2 separate regions of the Anas platyrhynchos genome follow, and region 2 is linked to region 1. Evidence: chromatin contacts called from public Hi-C data. All regions are on one chromosome and are shown on one strand. The core of a region is the stretch at or near the end of the contact, and the rest is flanking DNA. Distances in the headings are between cores, read along the strand shown.

Region 1 (7,448 bases), core at 1,730-4,229:
AAAGTGCTGATGCCCTAAGTTCTGCACAAATTTTCAGACAGGCTTATGGTACTCACCACAAAATGCTATCTTCACATGAGACAAAAAAGCCTATAGAAGTGAAAAAGTCTACTCTGCAGAAATCAAGTGTCTTTGCAGGGATGTGTTCTCCTGCATATGATAAACTTTAAAATGCACTAAAAATAGCAGAATTCATAGCTGTTATGACAGTTTTATTCTGCTGCTGCTTTGAAAACTAGAAGCAACTCTGCAGATGTGCAATGGGCTCAAGGCAAAGTGACACTGAAGTGGACTATGTTCTAGGTATGCAAAGATGTATGTCTTAAAACTGAGATTTTTTTTTTTTTTAAAACTACTTCTATACCTGTGGTAAAACCACCCCACAATACCTCAGTTCACATACCTGCTCAGCATTGCTGCTCAAAATTTCATCCGTTTCATACTGTTCAAATGCCACATTTAGCCTCTGATCTGAAAAATACAATAGAAGTTAGAAGATCATACAACATGAACGTTTATCTAGATAAACCTGACTGGTAGTCAGAAATGTTTTATAGTGTAGTGCTTTGAAGGCACACAATATGCTTTGTAAAATTCTACTTAGTGCAATTATTTTCAGGAAAGTAGGAGTTCAAAAAAATACAAAGACTAAGAAGAAATAATTAATTTGACGTCTTCCATATCATTACCTCCTAGAAATTATTTTATTTTTTTTGCCTAGAAAAGTCATAAACATACACAACATCTTAACGATTCATGAGGACTAAATACAACGAATCACACCAGAGCCAATTCAGTTAGCTGGATGATATAAAATTAACCTGTTGCTGGGAACTGGACCCATAAATGTTCAAACAAGCATTCACATAAATGACAGACATAAAAATATTCAACAAATTTAGGTCACAAGAACTTCATTGATACATGAATCTGAGCACTCACATATATCCAAAAGAAAGCCAAGCAAGAAAGACATGCAGACTTCAAGCATCTGCATTTTTAGAAATAAACATCAACTAAGGCATTGCTCTTCTCTACTAATCTAACTTTGACTACTGGGATTTCAGAGACTACTTATGCTGCAAATGGAAGAATCAGCAAAAGGTTGGAAAGGGAAAACAGCAGCTCTTCCCATTCATTTATAGCGCTCTTCCATCTGGCCAAACCATGAGAATCTGATTTAAACCTTTGTAACTGAAATGGATAGAGGGAAAAAAAAAAAAGGGTGTCAGGAAGACAATACAACTGTTTTGACTTAAAATTTCTTGCCTGTTATTCTTGATATGCATTGCAATGGTTCTTTTTGTGGTTCTAATATGCTACAGGAATCTACAGGAAAAAAAAAGGGAACAGAATATAAAGGGGATGTCAACAAACAGGATCTGGAAGAATAGCTGGCCCCACCAGCCAAAGCAATCTCAGAACATGAACATAGGTGCAAAAGGAGGATAGACCTTAGACACCAATTGCAGAAGTATTCACCTTCAATAGTAATCATAAAGTTCATTCAGATAAAAGATGTACTTAGTAGCTTATCACAAAAATATGTAATGGAATGGAATGGATAACTATCACTTGTAAGATCGGCTGCTGATACTTCAAAATGAATTCAACCAAAACTGAATTTATAACTGATCAGTGTCAGGGAACAGCATTTCATTATGAGAACTTCCGTTACAGCTATAACGCAACAAGTATTTATGCTATAAAGCTGAATTTAATAGTGCTTATAGAATCCCCATGTATTACACACATTCAACACTTTAGAAGTTGGACATCATCTATGAAAAAAGTAGAACATCGATAAATACAACAGACTTAGAACAAGCCTCAAATAGCTTGTGTCTCAACTGCTATGCAAACTAACTTAAAATTTGTTCAGCATCTTTGCAGGATGCATTTTTTCTGAGAGGTATCCTTGAGAGAAAAGGCAACTCGTCGCTTCATGGTGTATATTGTCTAAGCTCCATTTGGAGTCACGCAATTATAAAATAAGAAACTAGACCCAAACACATCAAATACATAAAAAAGGAAATTCACGACTTTTGAACCTAAACCATTTGTTCACGTCACAGTATAACAAATATTTGAGCAAAACTCAAGAGATATAGAGGTTTCTGAGGCAAGGTTACTGGTGGTACAGACAGAAGCTTTTCTGCTGTTGAGGTCCTTTGAATCACGAGTTGTCCCTCCACCTCTGTCCATCCAAAACTGTCCTAACAAGCTCAGTATCCGCTGAAAACTTGAGCTGCGTGCTGCACGGTCACAGCACTTCTTGCACTGTGATCCTGTCCATTCACGTTACCCCATTTCCCCACCACACAGACTACAATGGCGGGGTGAGCAACATTCTTGGGACAACACATCAACTCCCTATTTTTAGAAATATAAACTCTGCAGAAGCATCTTTTGCCAGTCAGTATTTTGGCGTTCAGCAGTCTAAGTACACTCTGATCCACTCGTTTTACACTCACATTAAAATTACCCAAACCATACAGAACACATACTTACAGGTATAGCTTTCAGTCTGTAACACACATTTCATCAGAAGGCAGCTTTTTTGCCTTCCAGGTGTCGGTTAAGCAGAGTAACATTTTCGTACATAAAGAGGCACGATCCTAAAAATTCCCGTGCCTGGCTATTACCCTCATTTACACCCTTTTAACGGTTAGTCCTCTGCTAGCCATAAAAGTTTTCATACTGTTGTTTCTCGCCGCAGACACCACAGAAAACACCCCCCTGCTGTTACACCCACGGACTGAAGGCTTCCCTCCTTCCCTCCCCATACAAGAACCGCCCCAGGCTCCTAGGGGCCGCCTCCTTCCATAAGCCGGGGGCAGCCTCGGGGCCGACCGCCTCACCTGGCTCCCCGCCGCCGCCGAGCTCCGCGGCCATGCCGGCGGTCAGGGCCGTCACCGCAGCCTCGGAGACGGCGGAGCCCCCGCCCCCGAGCCCCTCACCGACACCGCTTCCCCGGCCGCCGGAGCCCGTAGCGAAGGAAGCGGCGGTTGCAGCGGGCGGGGCGCTGCGCTAACGGTTGCGCACGCGCCGGCGAGGCGCTGAGGGGCGGCCGTTGGCGGCCGTTGGGTGCGCGCGCGGCGGCGGTTGGCGTGAGGTGAGGGCGGTTGGCCGGGGAGCCTCGGCCGTTAGGGTCGCAGGAGGTGCCTGAGGGTGCGGGGCAGCCCCTCGGTGGGCTCCTGCGGGAAGCTTGTGCCCAGCTACGGGCTGGTGGAAGCTGCCCTCTGCTTCACGGCTTGCAGCTTCCTTGGCCTGGCAGGGCAGTTAGGGAACCCGGAGCGCAGCTGCTTGGTGCTGTCCCGCTACCCGTGTGGGTAAGGGTCGGGATGGAAGGCACAGAGCTCCCTGAGGAGCCGTGAGGGGGGGCCCCAGGTGCAGCAGCGTTCTCAGGGCGGGCAGGTGCGATGCTGGGGGAGCTCAGGTGCGAGTGCCTGAACTGGGTGCAGCGAGCTGCATGCAGCTTGGGGGCGTGCTGTGGGAGCACTTGCAGGTGGCTAAGAACTTCTGTATGGTGTGCTGATGTTTGGCTGAGCCTCCTGGGCGTGTATAGCATTAAAGGTAGATTGAAGGTCCTCTTTACTTTAAACACCCCCATTACTCCATACCATTGTGCTGTATTGCTTTCTTTATTATAATTGAGAAGCATACTAGTAACCAACTTCACTAAGTCTGTGTATGGTAACGTGGATCATTCTTACAACTTGTACGTTTATACCCAATAAACTGTCACTGCAGGAGTTATTTTTATTTTTTATAGTAAAGTCATCTGTCTGTCCTACATGTACAAATAGTAAGGTGCTACATCTGTTGTGTCTAATTTTCCTTTCAGACACCATGATTAAAGTAGTGCTCAAAGTAGTTCAGCGGCTTCTGTTGTGGAACTCTTGTGGAAATGTGAGGATGCTCTTGATACTGTGGAGAAGAATAAGGGGCCATAAACTTTTTGGAAACTGTGCTCCATTTATTCTTTTGCTTGTTATATAGATCAAGGTTGTTTTCAAGACTCGTGCAATTGTTTCTAAGGAAGAAATGTTGGAGTGTAGCGTTCTCTGCTGCTCTGCAGATCTTGTTTGTTAAGATGTGCTTGCAGTTTTTCTTGAAATCCTTTGCTTTGGCTGGTTTTCAATGACCGCCAAGCAAAACTGTAGCAGATTTTTTGTCTTGCATTTCAGATTCACTGAAGATTTTTTTTGTCAATCTGTTTTTTTTTCATATTACAAAATCATCTAACAGCATGTAGTTATGCCTGCTTTGTTTATCTGTTCTCTAGATAAATATTTGATGGTTTTGGAAGGTGTTTAGGTAGGCAGTGAAATGTCTTAAGCTTGGCAAAACTTCTAAAAGTCATTTGTAACCATGGAAGTATAAAAGCCTATGAAAAGCATTCATGTTACTGCTTTATAAAGCTAAACTATTTCAGCTCTTCTGTTGTCTGGAAACATGATTTGGGGATTGTAACAGATGCAGCTGTCTTGTTATTGACAAAATGACTGATACAGCTTCATTATTTTTTTGCCTGTAACTTGTTCTTTTGTTGGTAAGGGCTCATGCAGAATATTCTAACTTCTGCCTGCACAAATGGTTCTCCCTTTCAGAATAATCTGGCATTGCAGAAGTATGGCTATAGGTGAGTGTAAGAGCAGTTCCTCCCCAGTCTGTTTTGGAGTCTGCCCTCCACAGGGATGCCACGTGCTTGTCCTAGAACTGAGTGGCCCTAAGGAGGGTGTGCGTACACGTAGTCGTTGGGATGGGGGTGAGTTTCTCTAAGCAGTCTGTATCTGTGCTGATCTGTGTAATGATAGGGCTGCTGGCAAAAGCTCTAGCTGTAGAGAATCTGGGTTACAGAGCTGACATATGGAAGCTGCTTTTGTAGTACAAGAGACAAACAGAGACGTTTGAGGAGGCATGGATTTGTCTTGCTACCCTAATGTTGTTTGGGTTGAGGAATCTAGCTAACACTATACAGACTTTGACTTGTCATATATAACTTGCTCTATAGAGGAACTCAGTAAAATAATAGTTTTAAAACAGTGACTTGTTCAAGTGACCATCTTTCTTCATTCATAAATAGGACGGAAACCAATCAGTTCTCTCCTCTTGGTCCTGTCTAGGAGATTTATGCTTCACGCAAAGTTATTTTTCAACTGCTTAACTTGCAAGTTTTTATTTTTATTTTTTTTAGCCGAGGGGCCAGTACTGTTGGTGCTGAAATGGCATCTGGGCTCTTTAATGGAAACTTCCTTTCTCATTTGTCTTATGCAGAATATTAAAATGGAATTCACAATTGAACACACGTGGGATGATTTACCTGTGAGCCACAAGCCAGTAACAATTGGGCTGAAGTCATATGACGGAGGGCTGCTAATGGTAGTCAACGCTCCCTTCTTTAATGATCCTCCAGCACCACTTGGAGAGCCAGGGAAGCCCTTTAGAAACTTGTGGGACTATGAGGGTAAGCGTAACGGTTTTGCTGCAGTTATCTGATTTGTGTACATGCTGATGTTCATCTGTATTTAATATGCCTGGTTGTTGTTTAAGCTTCTCTGATGGCTATTTTTAAAAACTGATCTAATTTGAAGTGTTGAATGTATGGCATCTACTAATGCAGTACCGTGATCAAAGAAACTGAACTGATTTTAAAGTTCCAGATAGGAAATGTAAAGAAAAATTCCTTCCTGTTTTATCTTAAGGGCTCTGGGAAAGAATGCTGGTGAAGAACTTCCTTGTAACCTTCATCCTCCCTTAAGGAAGTTCCTTAAGTAACTGTAAATGTCATGCTATATCTAGCCATAAACTACCCCCAAATGTATTAAGAGGGATGCTCTCTATCTAGGTGGTGAATTATTTTCATGACAAACACTGTTGACAGTAAGGTTGTTTTTATAGTAGTGCAACAATATAGATGACTAGGAAAAGAAGAAAACGTTACATTTATGTCACTTGGTGGACATAAAGGAAATGGACTACAGCAAATAGGATGGGTATCAAGAATAGTGAGGTTGACTTTTCCTGATGTCAGTAGTATGGATGTTCAAACTTGGCTTTTGGGTTACTGATATAACTTGTGGGACAATTAAGGCTTGACATATTTTAGTATTAAAATAATTTTACGAGATGTATATATAAATATACCTTATGTATACATAAATATACAAATACATTATATACATATATAAATATACATTTGCAGTATGTAAATAGAATTGAAATGCTAAATATAGGTTCTACTTTCTCTTTAAGTAGTAGAGAACAATAGGTAAAACATTCGTCTATTAATTGCTTACTTTTCCAAAGTCAATTTCAGGAACAGGAAGGTATGAAGCAAAGAAAGTAGAGCGCATAATGTTATTGAAAATTGCACCCAAATAGAATGGGAAATATTCCTACAGGAATGCTGTTTTCTCTCTTCTTTCCTGTCAATACTTTCATTTTCACCTGTTGCTTTGAATAATATAGCAACTTAATGCTTCTAACAGTTCTCTGCTTTCGGATTATTGAAATACTCTGATTTAAGCTCTACTGGAAAATTAATAGCATCATTTCGATATCTATTATACCAAGTAGGCTTATGTAAAACAGCATAATAAATCATATCTAGTTCTAACTCTAACTAAAGCTTTATGATAACATATCTTTACTGTGAGAAAGACCATTATAGTTCTAACTAATGGTCCTAAAAAGTGATTCAGTAGTCACACCTAGTGTTCAGGTATATCTGAAACCAGGTAATTCCTTGTCCACAGGATCAGCTATTTACTGGTCAGAGTGTTTTTGAAAGCTACTACTTTCTTAATATTTCTGAAATTCAGCAGGCTTTTTAATTATGGTGTGTGTGCTTTGCTGTGAGTTCCTCTTTTCGGTGTTCTGCTGTGTATGGTGCTCTGAATCCTCAGGCTACCAGCAAATACAAGATTCTGACCCTTAAGTGCCTTAGGGTGAGTGTCTGCTGTGAGTGTGATTGGCCACGATCTCTGTCTTAACACTGTTCGCAGCAAGCATATTGGGTGAAATGTCTGTGCTGGTGCTATGCTTACTGTGCTGAGAGCTGATGCTACTTAGTAGAACTGCCATTTTTCTGATGCACAAGAATTTTTTTTCTAGAATGGCATAGGCCAAAAGCCATTATGAAAACGAATGTTTTAATGGGATGTGAAAGTCTTGGGATGCTATAAAATCGGTAACTAATATAAAGCATTGACAGCCTGTGTCTTTTTTTTTTTTTAAAGTTGTAGAGGCATTTTTCTTGAATGACAGAACTGAACAGTATTTAGAAGTTGAACTTTGTCCGTAAGTACAGCATGCTGGAAAAAGTTGTGAATACTAATCTGCATTTCTAGCTGTAATGCTTGTGGAATGTATGCATGAGGAAAACTCTGGGTGCAGAAACTACTTCAATATGGAGGATGAACAAATTTGTGGCAGAAATGTGC
Region 2 (6,776 bases), core at 381-2,880, 150 kb before region 1:
AGTACATGATGTGTATGATTTGTCCTGGCAAATGGATATAGTGCTGTCTGTTGCAAAGAAAGTTTAATGTGTAGAGCACATCAAATAGTTAGCTTCATCTGTAGCAGTTAAGCTTTATAGTTATCAATCTTTAAAAAAAAAAAAAAAGTCAAACTATATTGAAATATAATTAAATATTCCTTTTTCTGAATTAATCTCTAAATCCAAGTTGTTTTTTTTTTTTTTTTTCAAACTTACTGACAAAAGTGAGCTGCAAGCCCACCCAGAATTAAATTGGCATATTAGTAAACACGTATTATTCTGTTTCAACTTCATGTTGAACTTACTGCCTTTGGTTTCTATTGCTGGTTTGTCTGCACAGCAAAGTATTTCTCAGAAATGAAAGCAATAACAGTAATACCTTGAGATGATTTTATAGCAATAGTTTATGAAACAAACATTTTTCATAAATTGAACTACAAACATATATATAACTGCTGATGATATGCTGGCAATAACACACTATTACAGCCTTACGGATTTTTACAGAAACATATCTGCAGCAGTGGAAAGCTTCCTGATGGTTGTTTCATGGTGCTGCTATACAGGAAACAGTAGCTGGAGCAGGGAAGTAAAGGGAAAAGGAGCTTCAAAAACAAAGGTGTTTTTACCACCTAACTTGAAGTATCTAACTCAAGAATGTAATTCCCCGTGTAATACAGAATAGTCAGTTTCACTGTGACTGGGGACTGTATTTTTGGTACACAGCTATTAATTATCAAGAATATCACCTGTTTTCTGTTATCTGGGACAACAGAGAGCTAAGAGATGCAAGTAACAGAAGAGCTTCCATAAAAAAAAAAAAAAAAAAAAAAAAAAAAGATAATAGTAGTGCAAGGACAGGTGCAGAAACACAGAATCAAGTTGTATTCCCAAACCCCTGAATTTCAGTTTGGAATGAGCTCAAGTGCCTCCAGACTATGCCCCCCTTGAGGACTGGAGCAGTTTACAAAGGATGTTTTTCTTTGTCTTAAGTAATACCTCCCCAGACACCTAGTGCTTTCCCTCCAAGGTACTCTCTGCAACCTACCACAAGCATTCTCTGCTCCCTAGCTGAAAGATCTTCCTACTCATTGCTTCTAACTCCAGCACAACAGACCTCCAGATCCTATACAGCAGTTCTGTGTCACTTTGAAACTCCCCTTACCACGTGCTTTCCTATAACCCAGCAAAACTCCCACTGAGCCTTAGGCCCACAGAGAGCAGGTTCCCTAAAGTGTACGTTCCTAGAGCTGGCTTGTAACCCAGCTTGAACCCAGCATATCCACCCATTCAGGCCCTGTCCCATATCTCAGAGAACTAACTTGGCCCCTTCCAAATCAAATTCGTCCAAGGAGCTTGTTCACTAAACAAAAACTGGCTCAGACAAATATAACAACCTCATTTTGCGATACCTTATCTAGAAGCTACCTCTAGCTTGTCCCAGACTTTTCCCTTAGGAGCTTGCTGGTAAACCTACAGCCTTTCCCAGAGACAGCTCCCAGCTCAACACAGGTGAGACACATCTGAAACCTTAATGACCCAACTTCTGCTGTGTCCTTGTATTACTGACTGGCTTCAGAGACTACTTGCTTACCTGCACTGCCCTTTCTTTCTACATAGTTAGTATATTACCTAGCTTTATTTAGTATTTTTGAGAGGATAGGCTTGGTCTTTTGGTTATTTTCTTGGGATTGCTGATCTACTCAGCAGAGTTTCAAGCAAATGGATAACAGAAACAAGAGCCTCTCCTGAACAGCTCAAAATCAACGTAGCTTAGTTTCATACAAAACAGTGTAATGTGAGGTCTCGTTTTTTTTTCTTCAGAACGTGGTAAGTTATTTTGTGTGTGAGAGTGAAGTTGTGCTTGTTAAGAATGCAATGTGGTACATGGTGAAGATACTCACTGGTCAGTTGAGGAGAACTAAATATCACTTGCCTGTTACTGTGCTTCTCACTGTCAGAGCTCAGCGTCCTTGTTCTGATGAGGAAACAAGGGCAAAATGAACAAAATTGTTCTCTAAGAGGTTTTGTTTGTGATTATATTGCTAGAAAATATTCTGTAACGGATTGTAGCCACAAAAAAACAGAAAGTGGGTTTTAATATTACTTATGTGTCCTTTGGAAAGCTATTCCAAAGCCCGTTGTTGAAGTTAATATTAATTCCATGTAAACATTTAACTGCTTTATTGTAATATTCCTATATACATAGTGTATTCTTCTTAAGTTTATAGTACTTTCATTTTAGATTTTTTCTTAATTTGTAACTAAATTAATACATTTGTTCAAGTTTGATTTTGTTATTAGAAGCATTTCCATTCAGAACGTAGTCCTTTTTACTTTTTTGTTTCAAATTATTGTAATATTGAGGAGTCTCCAAAATGCTTTTGTAGTTAAAATTCATAATTGCACTTAAATAATCTTTATTTATTTTTTGGCTATTGTATCTATTTTTCATAAGTTAAGTGTCTTTTTCAGTGATACTGAGTACTGATCAAGCTGTACCTGTCCTGGGAGAAAATAAATCTCTGTGGATAAAGCCTTTCTCTCCTTTTCAGTGGCTAAGGCTTCCTAGGAGGTTTTCCCTAAACTGTAGTAAAAATATGATCATTTAGTCTAATTTAAAAGCTGCACAATTGGTATTGTAACAGTAAGCTGTTTGTCAGGGAGCAATAGCACAGTCTGAAATCCAGATCCGGGTTAATATTATAGGATTTCAGAACATTTTCTATGATTGTATTCTTTGGAACTTGGCTTGTGTGTTAGCTGTAACAGGAGTATCATATGCAATCTGGCAGAGTGTAAATCTTCTGGACTCCAGTTTTGGCATGATCTAATTCTAATTGAGTCTTGTTTTGTAATGTAACAGCTACTAAAAATGCTTGTGCTGTTTAGCTGAGTGACAAGAGATGCAAGGATTGCTACCTACAAATAAATCATAAGCATGTCTCCTATATTCACTGGAGTGAGTTTAAAGTATGCATTGACTTTTCAAAAGAATTTGATTGGTTGTTCAGCCCCTCAAAATCTGGGCTGCTTACAAGATAATTTCAGAATTTTCACCTTTAAGCTTAAGTATGTGAATCAACTCTGTAAAATGAAAGTCCTTGGAGATATTAGAGAAGGCCAATGCTTTATACTCGCCTACTTATGCAATGAAGAAAGAATATCATTAAACAAACTATGTGTTACAGGTAGGAGAAGTAAATGGACAGACTGTGATGTGCTGGTTAAAAAAAATAAATACAAAAATCAGTGACAAAGCCTAATTATATGTCATTGAAGATCCATTTATCTATTTAATTATGGAAATTTGCAGTTAGTGCTGAAATGGATAGGAAGGAACCCTTTAAAAGTAGATTCAGGTGGAATAAAAGTCCCTTTGCTTTACATCAGGTGAAATGCATAGGGTTTGGAAGTAAAAGGTATGTGAATATATTGCTGTTAGTTTATTATCATTTTTTCTCTTTTACTACGCTTCAAGTTTTCAGTCTTAATCTTCTGTGATGACTGTCCCTACTGTGTAATGAGACTTAATAGCCTAGTTCTGCACCTGTACTTGCAGTGTCATACTCCCTCATTCATTGTAATCTAGAAAAGTATTAGTCTACTGCTGGGATTGTGCTTTGGGATAGGTTAAACTCTCCTGGACTAGCAGGGAACATGCAGTCTTGGAGTCAGATACAGAAGAGCTGTACATCTGCATACACAGGTATTCCTGGTGGGTGGACCAGAGGAAGTCTTTTGGCCATGATGTCTCTTGAGACGATAAAGTTAATATATAATCAGCAAAATTGATGTGCAAATCCTTATGAGTTTGGTAGCCAAAGCAAAAACCCTAATGTACCCAGGTATGTAGCTATGGAAAATACGAATCACTGCTTATGAAGTCATATTTTCCATGAGAGCATTACAGGATTTCCAGTGTGCTTTGAGTTTTCCAGAGTTAAAATAGTCTGACATGTGTGAGGCAATGCACATCTGAGTGCAGATGCGTCTTCCCTAAAATTCAATTATGAATAGATCTTTTGTTTCCTGTCTTGAAAGGTCCATATGTGGACCCAACTGCCACGAAAGTTCTGGAGTTCTTCTTTTCTCTCTCCCTATTTTTTTTTTTTTTTAATGAAACTTAGAACTGCTGTTGTTGTTAGAAGTCATTTGGCAATTTCTGTACAGACTTGTCTAAGTGATGATTATGTTTTACACCTATTTAAAATAAAGATAGCTCTCAGCTTTTAAGTAAAGGATGTTTTGGAGATAAGTAACTGCAAGTTAAAAGGCAGTGAAGGATAGGTGAGAATGGTGGGTAGCATAATCATAGTGACATATAGGACTGGACTAATTTATTTATACTGTTTGTATTAATGAAATCCTGGTAAAATCACCTTAATCTTGTAATCCAATGTTGCTTTCATTCTGTACAGTATTAAGTCCATTTTAAAAAGGCTGTGTATATTTCATATGCTAGTGATAACATAATAAGGGCACATGGAAATCCTATAAAGATTGGAGAAAAAACTCTCACGAGAAGAAAAACAGATGCAAAGCTATAACCTTGCACCTGGAAATCTTTCACACGGCAGTTCAGTGCGTTCCCAACCACCCCATAAGGACAGAAACAACACAAGCAGCTGATAATGTGATTGTGAGGAATGTGTTGACCATGGTGATGACAGGGTGATACATTTACCCTAGAGAGCATGAGTGCACCTGTGAAATATTAGACTGTGCTTTTTTACTAGGAGATCATTTTGGAAATATTTAAGAGTAAGCTATAAGATGGAAGGAGAGTGCAGCTAAAAGAGGCTGGGAAGAGGTTTAAGGATAGACATTTGGGGAAAAGCAGAGCGTGCTTTCAGAACAATTTATTAGAGAGCTTTGGAAGCTTATTGCTTTCTCATTAAGACCAATCCACATTTCCTGTGCAGCCAAGCCTCTATCAATGTGACTAATTAAATACACTGGAATTAGTAGACAAGGAGAGAAAACTCCTAGTTTATATTAAAGATACATAATTTAACATGTAGTTAGTGATGTACGCTTGAAAAAGTAGAAGAGGAAGGGTTCAGAAAGCTGCTTTGGTTGCACTGACTCTGTATTTCTAATTCATATTTTATCTTAACACATCAAATGATACAGAAAATATAACATGCATAAAGAACATCAAAATTGGCATTACTGTTGATTTGGTTGTCTGTGTTTCCTGACTGGAAATTTTATCTTCGGTACTCAAAATTAAGTCATGCTTATCACTATACTTAGAGAAAACTGCGGGCTAGTATTGCTGTTTCTGAATGATCCCTTTCTATTCTGGAGTTCCTTTCTGGGATGAAAAAAATAATATGTGCAAGTGATTTTTTTTTTTTGTGTTTGTGTGTGTGTACCATTTAATAGCCTTATAGGAAACCAAACCTTAAATTGGGTTGTAATATACATAGGGATCGGGATGTTTTGTAGGAAAGATTCTTCCCAGTTATGTTGCTATTGTGTCTGAGAAAAACTGACCAATGTATTTCAGCCTACTTGAACATTTTGTTGAAACTTGATGAAAATGTGTAATCTCATACAAAGGCTGATAAAAGGAACAAAATACCATCTGTAAAAAATAGGGAGTGTGTTTTGTGCAGGCTTGTGAACAGATGCTAGCTGACATGTTTTAGCCAGAAACTATGGAATTAATGATAAGGTTTCCTGGGAAAAACACTTCTGTGAGTATTTGAGGAAAGCAGTTCTGAGCTTTAAGTGTCCTCACAGTCAACTGGATGAGGACAGATTTGGCCTGCCACTGAGGAAAAGTAGACTCTTCACTGGAAACACCTGAAAGGCGAGGCAAGTGCTGAACAGAGAGCTTAATGTCAAAGCAAATAGCTGTAAGGAGCCTGGAGCCAGGTTTTATAGTGTGAAGAAAGTGACAGAGGATACCAAGAGGCAAACAGTAGAGCATCTGGATACAGAATACATTTTTGAGATGATAGATTAAATTTTCTTAGTCTTTCTGTTGGAATCAACCTCAGGAAGAGGAAAGTACCTGGAAAATGAATTAGTGTTTTGGAGGTCTCTCCAGCATTAGTCTGCCAGTGAAGTGGAGGAAATCAATATTAAATATATTTAGGAGTACATTATGCTGAGTTACACTGACCTCATTAGATGTATCACTGATAAATGACTACAGTACAATTGGTAATGGGACAAAATTTGAATCCTTGACTGCTGAAGCTTCCTTTCACAGCAAAGGCATGAAGTAGTTTCTTCAGGAAAGGGCTAGGTGAAGCTTACCTAACCTTCTGAAAAGGTTCACCAGAAGGCCAGGTGCTGTCAGTTAAGAAAGTGAAATAAACTAATTGGAATCTGCACCAGGAATTTAATAAATGTCAGATTTCTCAAGCAGCCTTCAGAACTGTGTTAAGATGGCACCGCTTGCACACTTCAAAACAGTGGAAGGAAGCTCAGTGAAAAGGTTAAGACTCAACTGCCTCATGCTACAAGGTATGGGCATGTCTGGCTCAGAGTAATGCCTAGGGTCACTGGACACTGCTGTCCACAAGCTTTACAGCTTTCTGCAGAACCAACAGCTGCCTGGCAGCTTTCTGTGGCTCAGAGAAGTGCAACGACTGCTCAGAAAGAGGAAAACAAGAAGGGAGGTGTAAAGGACTGGTACCACTAGGAGTCCTAAAGGAAATGAAGGAGGATGTTTTTTGGACTCAGTACTTGATTCTTGTGTTTATTCACTTAAAACTGTGCTAAGTGTATGTGGATGA

What was found. Hi-C and Micro-C count contacts between places; a contact is called where the count stands out from the background.
Region 2: a contact with region 1 is called in a Hi-C map of skeletal muscle, with 2.5 times the contacts expected there. The contact joins the promoter of JADE1 here to the promoter of C4H4orf33 in region 1. A contact is called at or near these places in 3 of 8 Hi-C or Micro-C datasets (liver, skeletal muscle and subcutaneous adipose tissue).

Annotation. Positions count from the first base shown.
Region 1 is chr4:43,952,917-43,960,364 of IASCAAS_PekinDuck_T2T, reverse strand. C4H4orf33 (chromosome 4 C4orf33 homolog) reads left to right here and starts at 2,979. Exons shown (of 6, transcript XM_038179077.2): 1 at 2,979-3,115; 2 at 5,281-5,470; 3 at 7,245-7,305. The coding sequence starts at 5,290. SCLT1 (sodium channel and clathrin linker 1) reads right to left here and starts at 2,997. Exons shown (of 23, transcript XM_072037438.1): 1 at 2,862-2,997; 2 at 404-471. The coding sequence starts at 2,895.
Region 2 is chr4:44,103,035-44,109,810 of IASCAAS_PekinDuck_T2T, reverse strand. JADE1 (jade family PHD finger 1) reads left to right here and starts at 1,630. Exons shown (of 10, transcript XM_038179065.2): 1 at 1,630-1,851.